Regions from separate parts of the Mus musculus genome. Here all the other regions are linked to region 3. Evidence: chromatin contacts called from public ChIA-PET data. All regions are on one chromosome and are shown on one strand. The core of a region is the stretch at or near the end of the contact, and the rest is flanking DNA. Distances in the headings are between cores, read along the strand shown.

The links. ChIA-PET counts read pairs in DNA pulled down with a chosen protein or histone mark.
Region 1: a contact with region 3 is called in an RNA polymerase II ChIA-PET map of memory CD8 T cells, with 12 read pairs. The contact joins the promoter of Elmo2 here to the promoter of Acot8 in region 3. A contact is called at or near these places in 4 of 39 promoter capture datasets (hippocampal neurons, liver and pre-B cells), 3 of 115 datasets of contacts at active chromatin or transcription factors (bone marrow-derived macrophages, extraembryonic endoderm stem cells and memory CD8 T cells) and 3 of 9 other capture datasets (adipose tissue, liver and pancreatic islet).
Region 2: a contact with region 3 is called in an RNA polymerase II ChIA-PET map of memory CD8 T cells, with 26 read pairs. The contact joins the promoter of Stk4 here to the promoter of Acot8 in region 3. A contact is called at or near these places in 7 of 39 promoter capture datasets (the C10 cell line, cranial neural crest, hippocampal neurons and 4 more) and 4 of 115 datasets of contacts at active chromatin or transcription factors (the 230-238 cell line, astrocytes, embryonic stem cells and 1 more).

Annotation. Positions count from the first base shown.
Region 1 is chr2:165,323,224-165,327,967 of GRCm38.p6, forward strand. Elmo2 (engulfment and cell motility 2) reads right to left here and starts at 3,256. Exons shown (of 21, transcript NM_080287.2): 1 at 3,195-3,256.
Region 2 is chr2:164,071,957-164,076,430 of GRCm38.p6, forward strand. It overlaps Stk4 (serine/threonine kinase 4), which reads left to right and starts at 2,182. Exons shown (of 11, transcript NM_021420.4): 1 at 2,182-2,291. The coding sequence starts at 2,257.
Region 3 is chr2:164,803,350-164,808,022 of GRCm38.p6, forward strand. Acot8 (acyl-CoA thioesterase 8) reads right to left here and starts at 1,532. Exons shown (of 6, transcript NM_133240.2): 1 at 1,341-1,532. The coding sequence starts at 1,468. Zswim3 (zinc finger SWIM-type containing 3) reads left to right here and starts at 1,765. Exons shown (of 2, transcript NM_178375.2): 1 at 1,765-2,082. The coding sequence starts at 1,928.

The sequences.
Region 1 (4,744 bases), core at 2,006-4,505, 520 kb after region 3:
TTATACCGGACTTTGGCTCAACTCCCAACACCCCACATGGCAGCTAACAACAGTCTGTAACTTCAGTTCTGGGGATCCGACACCCTCTTCTGGCTTCCACAGGCACGCATAGGGTACACATACATACCTGCAGGCAAGCAAAACATCCACACACACAAAATAAAAATAAATTCACATTTTAAATCCTTCTCACCAACAGATCAGGGTGGTCACACAAGGAAGAGGAGGAGCCTGGATAGGGTGGGGCACAGCAGGAGGAGGAGCCTGGAAAGGGTGGGGCGCAGCAGGCTAAGAGTGGCCTGGGCTGTCCCTCAAACTGCAGGCTACGGGCCCAACTCCTTCAATAGAGGCCATAAAAACACAGCATTGTTCTCTAAGAATGAGGCCAAGCCTTTCCTCTCATTTCATAAAGAAGGGAACTGAGGTCCAGAGGAATTGGCAAGGCCAGGCCGGGACACCAGTTAGGGACAGCAAAAAAGGCCCAGCCTCCACTTCTGGGTCAGTCCTCTCCTGCCACACAGCTCTGCTGCAAGCACGAGTGTCTCTGCACTGGCTGTGGAGGCAGGGAATGGGCTGTTTATCAGCCTTGACCCCGTCACACAGCAATAGCATTGAGTGGTTAGGGGCTTGCATCCTGGAGACCTGCATTTGGATCCCAGTTCTGACAACCTCCCTATTATAGTCAAGCCAAGGATTAGAACCAACTGCTCCCTGTAAAAGCCCTGTGACCATGAAATGGGATAATACCTGCAAGGCCCTGCATACAGTACCTAGCACAGAGTAAGAAGGATTCTAACCATGTGAACAGAAACACTGCAACCACACAGGCCAGCACTGAGGAGCCCTCAGGCCGTGGGGGAGGAAACCCCACAGAAAACATGCTGTTTTCCGTAGCAGCCCAGCACAATGACGTACATACGGTTACTCAGCCAATAGGTCAGAGCCGCTCCAATTCAGTGAGCACTCCCAGAGGGTTGAGGAATTCAAGAGCCTTAAGCAGCCAGGCAGGTAAATAAACCATGCAGCTCACACACAGGGACCCAGCAAGCTAAGAAGTGCTACCCAGCATAGAAGTTCAAGCTTAGTTGGGGGGGTGGGGGGCAGGGGAGACAGATACATTTCTTCATGCAGCTGGGCCAAGATGCCGCTTGGCAACTTCTGACACTCCTCTCCCACCATGCGCTTTCCTACACGTATGCTCGTCCTCTTACGAAACATGATCTTGTCTTTCCAAGACCACCCTGGGCATCCTGAAGACTAGGGCTGTCACTTCACTGTCCAAGGGGCCTCAAGGGGCCAAGTACTGACCTCATGGAGAAAACTCCCTTGTGGAGCGACTGAGAATTAACCCGCCCTGCTGGCAACTCCAGTCCCAGTATCCCCAGCATCTCTGAGCTCTTACAGGCCACAGGTTTTCTGCTCCAACCCTGGGACCAGGATGCATTAATGCGGGTGGGTGAGCCAAGGGATCGTCGGTGACTTGGTCAGAGGAGGTCTTGCCTGGTGGGTTTTTCTTTTTGAGCTGGAGTCTCACTCCACTGCCCAGGCTGGTTTTGAACTCCTGTATTCAAGGGATCCTTCTGCCCTAGCTAGCCTTTACAGTGCTCTGGCTACCGGTGCATACCTCCAAACCCAGGGCAGGTATTTCTTACCTATGTTTGCTCGTGAGCCACCCAGGAAGATATGACCTAGGCACAGAGCGTGTCAGAGTATGCTAAATACTGGTATCATCATTTTTAAAAGCAGTCTAGTCTTCATACCCTGCACCCCAAACTTTCTTGGCACCTCTTAGAAGCAGCATCAAACATAAAAAGAATAACAAGATTCAAGAGCAACAGACAAGCTGGGCATGGTAGAACATGCCCTTAATCAGAGGCCAGCTTGGTCTACAGAGATTGTTCCAGGACAGCCAGGGCTACACAGAGAAACCCCTTCTTGAACCAGCCCTGTCTCTTTTGCTCCAAACGGTAGAATGAATCTGGGCAGGTAAACTCTTTTAGGATCTTTGCTATTTTTAATCTGTAAATGCAAATAATGATAGTCTCCTCAAAAGACCACAACTCGAACTAAACGCCCTCACATTTGCACACTACTGAGCACTTCACAGCCAAGGCAGCCACCCTAGCAATGTGGTTACTGACCGACCACTTGACAAATGGCTGCCGTGCTTCTTCTGAGAAGCAAGAAGTGCTGTCCCAAGAGTGAGGCACACCAGAGCTCAAGAAGTTAGCACACACACACACAAACAGTCAACAACTCCATTAACGTGATTTTACATTGGTTATGTGAATTCCTAATTATAATCTGAAATGTATTAACTAAAGCATGAGTAAATTATTCCACTTACATATTTTACATTCCTGAGATGTGACTGTTAGAAAAGTTTAATTAACAAATGTGACTTGCATTATTTCTCTTTTGGAGAGCCCAGGTTGGCCTAGTGCCCGGCACACAGAAAGCATTCCAAAAGGTGGCTTCCACCCACAACAGATGGGATGTCAGGGGCTGCGGCTGCATCCCCCAGGCAAACTCTAGCCCTTCGTTCATTCATTTAGTAAACATCTATAGTGTCTGGCCTGCTGAGACGCTGTGGGTGCATGGAGCAACATCAGGTAAGGTCTTCTTCCTCCTGGGCATTCCTACCTGCTGGGACAGGCAGACGTCAATCAACACTTTCAAACTGTTGAAAGCTACTGATGTGTAGGGACACCAGAATGTTCAGAGTGTCGCACCAGGGTCAGAACTCGGGACCCCGGAAGCCTTCGGAAGGAAGACTGGGAAGATGAAAAAAAGTTTACTAGACTAGACGTAGGGGCGGCGGACTCTGAGGGTGGCCAGAGCGAGGGATGGAGAAGGAACAGAACCAGGCCGGGAGCAGCCTAAGCCTAGGGAGGGCGGCGAAGGACCAGATCTGCAGGGCCCGGAAAAAGGGGAGGGTGGAAACCAGCACCGGAGCACCCCGGGCATTGCAATGCTGCGGGAAGAAGCGAATGAGAGCGGCCTGGACCGAAGCCGGGCAGTGGAGAAGGAAAGAGGGCCGGTACCGACCGCAGGGGGATTACCGGATCGGCACCGTGCCCGGGCTTGGAGGTCGGGCAGACGCTGCCCTCCGCCTCAACCCCAACCTCGGTCCCCGGCTCCCAACCCTCAACACTCTGTCTCTCTGCCTCGAGCCCCGAGCGTCCCTCACTCACCCGGCACCCGCCGAGGCCCAGCTCCGCGCCCGCGTCCCGCCGCCGCTCCACTGGCCCCGTCTGCCCCGCCCTCCTGAAGCCCCGCCCTGCGAAGGGCGGCCCGGGCTTCTATTGCTCCGCTTTGCTGTCAAGATGAAAAGTCTCGCTTTCACTGGGTTGTTTGTCTGTCAATAAAAGGGAGGCGGGCCTAACTGAGGGCGCGGGCTGGAGCGACGCCGGCTGGCCCCTCCCCTCCGCGGAGGCCTCTTAAAGAGACAGACTACCATTCTTCTGCAGGCTATTGGGTCTAAAGGAACGTGATTTCCCAGCAGACACTAGAGGCTGCTCCCCACCCAAACTTTTTTTCTCTTTTATTTCTGTACACAGCCTCCGGGTGAAGGAGGTTGGAGGGGCGGGGAGGGGGCGCGCTCTGGGTCCTTGAGACCCATTGTTGTAAGGAGCAAGCTATCCTCTGGTGATGCTCACCTGATCCGACTCAACGATGGGAATAGCTGATTTAGGGAACTGAGTGGGAGGTGACAGTCGTGTCAGAGGCTATGAGCAGCCGCGGCTGCTCACTACGGAGATGGAGCTAATTATACCGGCACCCAGGGCTGACCGTGGGCGCTGAGCAGAGGCAGAGGGGTACAGCTCAGCTGTGCTGTTGGTAGGGATCCGTGGGAGGTGGCGTTCGTCACCGCACCTGCGGATCTAACAAGGCCGGGCACAGCGCCAAGGACTCACTCCTGCCATCTCCCTTAAAGCTCACAGCAGGCTGGTAGGGAGGGCTAGTATGCGATCCCCAGTTGCAGAAGAAAAGACTAGGGGTCTTATGGGACCAACTAACTATACAACCGGTGACTATACAGCAAGACGCTATCTCCCTGTTTAACTCCAAATTTTGTTTTTTTTAATCATTTCTCTTAGCAGATCCTTAGGACAATGCCAGAAGACAGACATTTTGTTATCCATTCTGTAGAGACTCGGCTGGCCGCTCAGCAGAGAGATGGAAATAATGGCTACCTTTTACTGTCTTTGAAGCAGTTTTACAGGCACAGTTACATTGACTCCTGCAATTGAATTGAATTGAAGCGGATTCTTATCAGCTGGTGAACAGGATGGTGCCCAGGAAGCAAAGCTCCCCTCCCACAATCACAGTGCTAATAAGGCCTGTGCAGGGGCCGGCCAGTCACACTTCCAATAGGTTCACATACTGCCTGCTTCCAGCCAGTCTCTGTCTTTGTTTTATCGAAAGCCACCCAGGATAAAGCATATGGCCGTGTTCCAAAATAGCTTTACGCTGGAACATAGGGTAGCCACCCTTGTCTGCAGCACCATTCTGGACCCCAGGTCCTTTGCTGCTCTGTGGGAGCCTCATACGACCCTATCAGATTCACATTATTATCTCTTATTGTCCTCCGTAGTCTTGTGAGCATCCTCTTTGTGGTGGGTTGTTTATTTCTTTGTTTGCTGCCTATTTTGAAACAGGGTGTTTGCAGGGACGTTTAAACAGATGTGTCCCCATTTCCCCTCCCCCTAAGGCACCAATGACAAACCAAAGAGTATTCCAT
Region 2 (4,474 bases), core at 932-3,431, 730 kb before region 3:
TAAAGGCAGGTTTATTGGGAAGCTGCTTTCGGGCAAGTTCACCGGTCCCAAAGGAGGAGGCCAGGGAAGTCGCCATGGGGACGGGGGTGGGGGGGGGCGGGGGGTGGGAGGGGGAAAGAAAGAAAGAAAGAAAGAAAGAAAGAAAGAAAGAAAGAAAGAAGGAGGGCACTTATGCATAGAGAGAAAAGAAGGGCAGACCAAAGTGTCTGGATTATATAGGGAGGAGCCTCTGGGGGAAGGGCAGCCCAGCCTCTGGGCTTAAAGTTCAGGGGTGGGGGCATGGCATGGCAGGTAGGCACTGAGGGATGCTGGGAGAACCTGGAGATTGGGGAAGGCAAACAATAGGAAATACCCCTGTGGAGGCTGTTAAACCTGAGCAGGCCACAGAGAGCCTCTGAGGCAGAGAATCAGCTGAAACCTGAGATGTCGGGATCAGGATTCCAGAAAGCTGGAAAGCGCCTGGCATCTTGTGGACCATAAAACTTATTTAGTGGGTGAATACAGATGGATACAGATGAATACAGTGAATACACATGGATAACACTGGAGCTGGGCTTGGTGGTGGACGCTTTAATCCCGGCACTTAGGAGGTAGAGGCAGGTTGGTTTCTGAATTTGAGGCCAGCCTGGTCTACATAGCATGTTCCAGGCCAGTCAGGGAATATACAGATGCTGCTTCAAACAAATCCCTACAAACAACCCTAAACTAAAAATATACCCACTACGCCCCTAAAAACAGAACGGTGAGGGCTCAGCGACGGAACTTCAGAAATCTGTGAGTTTTATTTTTTTAAAAAGATTTATTGATTTTATGTATGTGAGTACACTGCAGCTGTCTTCAGTCACACGCCAGAAGAGGACATCAGATCCCATTACAGGTTGTGAGCCACCATGTGGTTGCTGGGAATGGAACTCAGAACCTCTTCAAGAGCAGTCAGTGCTCTTAACCACTGAGCCACCCCTCCAGCCCTTGAGCTTTATTTTTGTCAATAACCCTATCGGCTTGAGCTGAGTCTAGACTGTCATTTTGGACTAAATTAGTGGATCTTTCCGTTTTTGGGGGTGTGCCAGGTCCAAAGCGAACCCCCAATTCCTCCCCCAAAAGGGAAGGCTTGTGTTGAATATTGAAAGTGTAAACAAAAGGATTGCTGGTGGACAGACCCGAGTAGTCCTCTGTAACCTGTTGGTTTCTGTCTACCAAAAGGAGTCACTCCTTTATCGTCCTTGCCTTTGGTAAAGGAGACTTAAGCCAAGCTAACCTGCAGGGTCCTTGGTCCCTAGTAACATATATCTGTTATGAGTAGCAAAGCAGCCTGGCCCTCCTTACCTCCTCCACTATGCTCCCAGGCTGTTCCAGATTACAACTTGCACACTCCCCTCCGCAGCAGTTACGCTACAGCAAGGTCCCGACCGGCTCTTCTCCCTCTTCGCTAATTTTTTCTGCCCGGAAGATATAGCCCTGGCCTTGGCCAGTCTGTTTTTTTCTCTCTGCTCAGGAGTCTTCCAGATGCTGTTTGGTCTCATCTACAATAAAACCTCTCCAGTCTTGGAGCAGAGATTTTGATGGTTTCTTGACTGCGCCCTAGTTTACAGAGGGCTTGGGGCTTTTCCCCTTGGCCCTAATATGAACTCACTTCTTTTTCTTTCTCTCTCTCTCTCTCTCTCTCTCTCTATATATATATATATATATAATATATATATATAAATATATATAAATATATATATACACACACACACATATATAAAATATATATATAAATATATATAAATATATATAAATATATATAAATATATATAAATATATATATATACACATATATAAATATATATATACACACATATATAAATATATATATACACACATATATAAATATATATATACATATATATAAATATATATATATATTTATATATATATATTTTAAGAACTCACTTATCAAGCCCGTGCTTTGCTAACAGCCTCCCCATCTGAGAAACTGGAGAACCCTCAAGGAGTCAGGCTTGAAAGTATTCAGTCCAAAGGCAAGTCAAGGAGAGGGTGTCGCTGACACTCGGGCCACTAGAGGCCGCCCGAGAGGCACCTCTTCGGCTTTCTGACTTCTGTATCCGCCCGCCACTGTGCCACGTGACTCCCGCCGCTCCGCCCAGCCTCCTCTCGCTTCCGGTAGGGGCGGAAAGCGGAAGTGTGGGAGGGTTCGCGGGGCGGGCTCCGGGAGGATGGAGCATTGAGGCAGTCTGGGCGGCTGCCGGCAGCGCCATGGAGACCGTGCAGCTGAGGAACCCACCGCGCAGGTGAGGGGCCGTAGGCTGAGAGGCAAGAGAGTTGGGTGAGGAGAGAAGGCGCGAGCTTGCTGAGGGTAGACCCCGGCGTGCGAGCTCGGGCCGGGAGGAGAGGGACCCGCGAGGCTGGTGACCGGGCTGCAGTAGCACCTGCCGAGAGAGGAGGGAGCGTCCGCTGGCCCGGGCAGAAGTGGTTTTGCTTAGAGAGAGCACTCTCTGGGCAACGTGCGGACAAGTTAGGGGAGACCCCAGCAGAGGCCGGGGAAGGCGCCCCAAGAAGGGACCCGAGGATGTAGGGGCGAATGCTGAGGCCGGGTGAGCGAGGACTTAACCCTGTTGCTTCGCTTTCGAGGCAGAAGTCGTTAGAAACATTGATTGGAGGTCCCATGGCTAAGTAAGGGGTGGAGCGGGGATTTTGGGTCCTGGTGGTTCTGTCCCAAGTCATTGCTCCTAACTGCCTTACTGTGTCAGTACCAACGTTTCACGGTTCTAGTAATGGAGAAAGGGTTATGGGGGGCTAGAGTTTCCAAGGGGCTTCAGGGTGTCCGCCCCATGTAGGATGATGTATTAGTAGTGATGGCGGTAATGGCTTTTATTACTGAGTTCATGAGTGACTGCCTACTTTTTTTCAAATCGTCCTCAGCCTTCCAACACCCAAAGTTGGGACGTTGATAAAGAACAAACAAACAAACAAACAAACACCAACCCGGGAGTGGGTAATCTGAGGTCCAATAAATAGAGTTTAGACACAGTAGGCTCAGCCAGACTTTGTCCTGTTCAAATTCTGTTTCGATACTCTCTTGGCTCTAGATTCTAGAAGTATCTAGAGTTGTTTTGGGTCAAGATGAACTGACTGCTGTTGTGCTGGACCACTCCCCGTCTCACCTGGAGAAAAAAAGCCTAGAGCCTGAGGGAGTCGTGCTTCTCTCAGACACAGCTAAAAACTTGGGTTTCACAGAGAAGACATTTGACTTCCTGCAGCAGAATGAGCACTAAAATAGGAAGTGTTCAGAGTAAGGGAGTGCCGGGCACCGGAGAGGTGGTGTGTGTGTGTGTGTGTGTGTGTGTGTGTGTGTGTGTGTGTGTGAAAGCCTGGGCAGCACTCTTAGGGGAGGCAGGGTCTGTTGGAAGTACACAAACATGGAATCAAACAAACAGCTTGTTGAGATGGGCTCAGGTTTGACTTAGTGTGGTGTGCTGAGGCACTCAAAGGAGTACTTATTAATTACAGCCAGAGAATGCTGCAGGGCGGCAGGCACTGTTTCATTGCTTTCCAGCTTGCCTGTTCAGCCATAGGAAATTGCTGGTGTTTTGAACTTGTAAACATGGTACACCTTACTGGCGCAGCTAGCCTTCGCAACTATCATATAAGGAGGATATCCCTGTATCCTTAGTGTAAAGAGGATAAAGCCAGGGCACAGAGAGGCAGGCCACTTGTTAGCTGCTCCATAGTTAGAGGCACAGTTGGGGTGTTAACATCTGGTGATCTAGTCTTAAAATCCTTGCGCTTAGCTTTTTTACTCTGATGTCTCTCTGGAAGTTACCTGTTACATTGGGTCTTTCTTTGTATATACGCATCTTAGCAGATTGTTCCTGTATGTACGGAATCAGTAACCACTAGGCCAGTTATTCTTCCATTCCTTTCCCCCAAAACCTTCATTTAACTAATAGTTTTGTTCTCTCTCTCTCTCTCTCTCTCTCTCTCTCTCTCTCTCTCTCTCTCTCTCCTCCAGAGACAGGGTTTCTCTGTATAGCCCTGGCTGTCCTGGAACTCACTCTATAGACCAGGCTGGCTTCGAACTCAGAAATCCACCTGTCTCTGCCTCCCAAGTGCTGGGATCAAAGGCGTGCGCCACCACTGCCAGACCACCATTTGGATTGTAAGAACTGTAGTAAAGCGCGAGAGAAGAGTGTGGCAGGGCCGAGTCCTTGGAGGATTGGTGCTGCCTTATTCGTTGTAACTAGTGGACTGCTGCATTTTACTATCAGAATTAAGTGGTTCAGATTGCTATAACAAGCACCACACCTGGATGGTTTAAGCAACAGAAATTAATTTTTTATGTAGTTGCCATTCTGGAGGCTGGAAGTTTGGAATCAGATGTCTTTGGCTTACAAATGACCACCTTTCCTCCCACCTCTTCGTGTGGTCTTCATTCTCCTCTGGCTGTGCCCTTATCTCTTCCGCTTTCAAAGTT
Region 3 (4,673 bases), core at 282-2,781:
TTTACAGCAAGAGTACAGGAAGCATGTCCACACAGTTCAACCCTTACCAACCCTGGGAGGTCTCAAGTCCACAGCTTCCCCGCCCCAAACCAGGGAAAGGGAGAGGCCAGAAGTTTGTTGAGGCCTTGAACAGACATGAGGAACTCCAAAAAAAACAGATCTGGGACTGGGTTGTGTGGATGAAGGCTTGCTGCTGGCACTCCTTAACCATGACAAGGCAGCTCTTCCAGGAACTAGTTTCAGAGCTAAAAGGACTTCAAGACTTCCCATATAACTCCCTTAAAAAAAAAAAAAAAAAAAAAAAAAAAAAAACAGTCTGAGGTTGTGAAACTGAATGCAGATTAATCTAGCCGAAATCAGAGGCGCTGCCGGCTACCTGCAGATTAATCTAGGTGAAAGGGCTTGCCCAGTGCTGGAGCCTGAACCCTGAGTCCTAGCACTCAACCCTGAGATTGTCAGTTTTTTCTTTACAGAACAATTTGAAAAGCGCTCCTGGCCCAAGACAGTAATTACCTAGCTGGAAGAACGATAGCTTCTGATAAAGTCGTAAGGGCTGCATGGGTCAGAACTGTCACTGAACAGGCATGGTGGTACACACCTTTGAGCCCAGGATTTGGGAGGCAGAGATACACTGGCCTCTGTGAGCTCAAGGCCAGCCAGGTCTACACAGAGTTCCAGGTTAGCCAGGGAGGGCTATACAGAAAGCCTGTCTCAAAACAAAACAAGACAACCAGCTAGACCTGGTGGTGAACTCCTGCCAGCGCTTAAGAGACAAATGAAGGTGGATCCCTGTGGGTTCCAAGCCAACTTGCTGTGTATATATATATACTCTCTCTCTCATTCTCTCCCTCTCCATTCATATATATATAGTGAATTCCAGGTCATCCAGGACTATATTTAGTGACATCTTGTCTCTAAACAAAACAAAAAAATTGTTACAAACCCACTTCAGTGAAAGATAAGTAATGACTTACCAGACATTAAGGGATGGCTTGAACAAACGAACACACACGCACACTCAGTCTACCAGATTAAGCTGCCTTGTGGGGTAGCGGAGTCTCTGTCCCCTCTCTCCCTCTCTCCCTCTCTCCCTCTCTCCCTCTCTCTCTCTCTCTCTCTCTCACACACACACACACACACACACACACCTTCCCCCCCCACCCCCCAGATCGCCTCCTGAAGAGGAAGCAAGGATGGATGCCAGGGACATGCCTTCTAACTGCAGCAGAGCTTGCATCCAACTCTTAACCCCAGAACTGAGGTTCACAGGGAGATGGCAGTAATCGCGACTCTATACTGAAAGAGGGGTGCGAGCCTAGTTCAGAGGCGCTACCGGCTACCTGTAGAGATCTTCATCTAGCGGCTCGAGGTTGAGCACGCTCGTGACCAGCACACTACGGAGGTCCCCGGAAAGGTCGCCGCGGTCGGCGTCGCCATGAGCATCTCCCAGACCCTCTGGCGCTGACATTTTCACTGCTGGCTGCGGTTGAGAGAAACGCGGAAACTTATATAGGCTCCCAGCGCTTCCGGAAGGTCGCTCCAGGGGCCGGAAATCCCAAGGGCTCCGGGGAGCGAGACGCAGATTGTGATTGGTCGATGTGCTTGTCAATTTCAGAGTGGGCGCGGCTAGCTCTATCTTAAGATTGGAGGATATTTGTGTCAGTTTTGGACATCCGCGTGTGATTGGGTGAATCAGCGAGGGGGCGGAGCCTTGGAGATGAATAATAAGGGATGAGCGTCTTTCCTCTTCTGTCACTGAGCAAAGTCGCCCCTAGGTTGCTGTTACCGGTCTCCTCCTGTTCTGGGCTCCTCCCAAGCGCCCTGTAAGCCACTCACTCGGGACCGCAGCTGGGCCCGTGCCAGCCGTTACCCAGTGACCTCTGACCCCTGCCGTGGTTCTAGGTTCTAGGAGGGCCAGTCCCCGGCCATGGAGCTAGGCAGCTGCTTTAAGACCTACGAGGACTTCAAGGAGTGTTTCAGCGCCTACAAAAAGGAGACCAGGTGCTCCTTCATTGTCAGGGACTGCATCTCCGTCCGCTTCCATAACCTCAACAACGGCACCTCTTTCCGCGAGGATATCCTGTAAGGGCGGGGCAGGAGGGTGGGGAGGAGGGCTGCCTGGAGGAGGAGGGCGTGCATGGAGGAGCCACGTTCCCCGTGCCTGCGGAAAAACGAGGGAAACCTCACCGGCGTGGCCTTTGCTACCCGCCGCGCTTGCTCCCACTCCTTCATTCACGAGCTTTCCTGGGAATTCGCAGTAACTGCATCTTGTTGTTTTTCCGTTTTATTTGTTTGTTGAGAGAATCTATCTCAAGCGCAAGGCTGGTTGAGGAGTGAATTGAAACGCCTTAGTAATAATTTCCTCCATTAGCCTCCTCTTTACAAAGCAGTAATGGTGCTCATTGGTTGGTTGGTTGGTTCTTTTCGGTGATTGATTTTGTAAATGATTCTTGAGCTCCAGATACAGCCGTTTTCAAACACCTTCCTTATCCAAGGTGGTGCTCCCTGAGTGCCTTTCTTACTCTGCAGGGCTGTGTGTCAGAATTATTGGTGGTAGCTCCCTGACTCATTTGACTTTAGGGGCTAAAAGCTGATGAAAACGCCAGGGCTTTTAGGGTTCAGGTGAAACAGCCTACTATAAATTTAGCTTTTAGTTTTTCTTTGAAAGAAAGAATAAGGGTGCAGGTTTAGAAGCCCAATGCGAAAAGGTTGAGGCCGGCGGGTCATGAGTTTGAGACAAATCAGTTTGGTTTAAAAAAAAAAATACAGGGAAAGGGGGTTGGTGGTGGAAGCCTTTAATCCCAGCACTCAGGAGGCAGAGGCAGGCAGATCTCTGTGAGTTCGACGCCAGTCTGGTCTACAGAGCAGCTTCCAGGACAGTCAGGGCTACACAGAGAAAACCTGTCTTGAAAAACCAAAGTGGGGAGTTGGGGGGCGGGAGGGAGAGACAGAGAGAAATGGGAAGCAGCCCCGCCCCTTCGTAAAAAGGAAGGTTTGTGTGCCCAGTCTTTTGCTGTGAAATCTAATCATATGAATCAATTTGAAAGTCAATTCAAGTTTTAATTACAACATATAGGCCAACTGAGTGTCAAAATATACCAAAGTTTGAGTCAGGGATTGAGCTCTTTGGACAGTACTTTCCAGACTATAGAGCCTGGCTGTGTTCTGGCTCCATTCTGAAGTCCAGGGTCACTCTTGGGTACACATAAAGATGAATAAGTGTCCCTAAGGAGTTACTTGGACTTAGAAACTAATATGGATGAAAATAACAAATGGGGGGCTGGACTGATAGCTCGTGGGGAAGAGGACTGAGGCTCACGCATGGTGGATTGGCAGCACCTGTAACTCCAGATCTAGGAATCCTTTAAGGGCTCCTGCAAGCACACAGCACACGTACATTCTCAGGCCCACACGTATGCATTGAATGTCTGTCAGGTGTGGTGGTGTATGCCTTTAAGTCCCAGAACTTGGAAGACAGAGGCGGGTCTGTGCCTGTGGGTTGAAGGTCAGCGTGGCCTAAGTAATGAGTTCCAGGGCAGCAAAGACTCCTATCTCAAAAAAAAAAAGTTAATATTATAAAGGAAACTAAACGTCTCCTGAAAATACACTTTTTGATTGTTTGTTTTTTTACACAAGCCCTCTTTATATAGCCTGAGTAGCCCCCAACCCATGGGGATTCTCTTATCTCAGACTCCCAAGTGCTGGGGATGACAGACGTGAACCGCCATGTCTGACTGAGACATTTTCCTTTGTCTTTCTTTCCCTACCAGCACAGCCAAACTATTTACCTAGGATTTACATGCATTGGTTAGTATAACCTAGAGATGATTGAAAATGTATGGGAGGCTATATGCAAACAGCATCTGTGTTATGTAAGAGGTTTGAACAGCTGCGTGTTGGGGAATCTGGAAACCATGCCTCTAAGGGGCAGATGCCTTCAAAGAGATGTTCAAAAGGGGGGATGTGGTAGCTCTTGCCCTATAATCCCAGCACTCAAAAGGATGGGACTTGAAGGCAGCCAACAATACATAGTGAACTCCAAAGCAGCCCAGACTACAGGGTGAAACCCTTCTCCAAAAACCAAATAGGTAAAATATAAAAGAATTATACAGGGCTGGAGAGATGGCTCAGTGGTTAAGAGAACTGACTGCTCTTCCAGAGTTCCTGAGTTCAAATCCCAGCAACTACCCATCTGTAATGAAATCTGATGCCCTCTTCTGGTGTGTCTGAAGACAGCTACAGTGTACTTTAAATAAATAAATAAGTGGGTTATACAAAGGAAAATCAGGCATGGTGGTATACACCTGAGATCCCAGCACTAGAGAGCTGGTGGGTCTCTCTGACTTCAAGGCCAGCCTGTCTACATAGTGAATTCCAGACCTACCAGGGCTGAATAGAGAGACCCTGTCCCCTCTCCCCCAAGAGAGAGATACAAAAGAAATAAGTAACAAATACTGGAGATGCATACAAGGCTTCCCACTGAAATAGCTCCTTTCCCCTGGGCCTATGAATGAATAGAGGCCAGCAGTAGGAGAGCAGTGGTTGAGCACTGAGTGGCAGGCATTTGATGAGACAGACCCATGGGAGTGAAGACACAGATCTGTGAAGAAGATGGCATCCTGTAGCAACTGGGCTGCCGTGCTTGGCAGAAGGCGAGGGCAGTTGCAATCTGT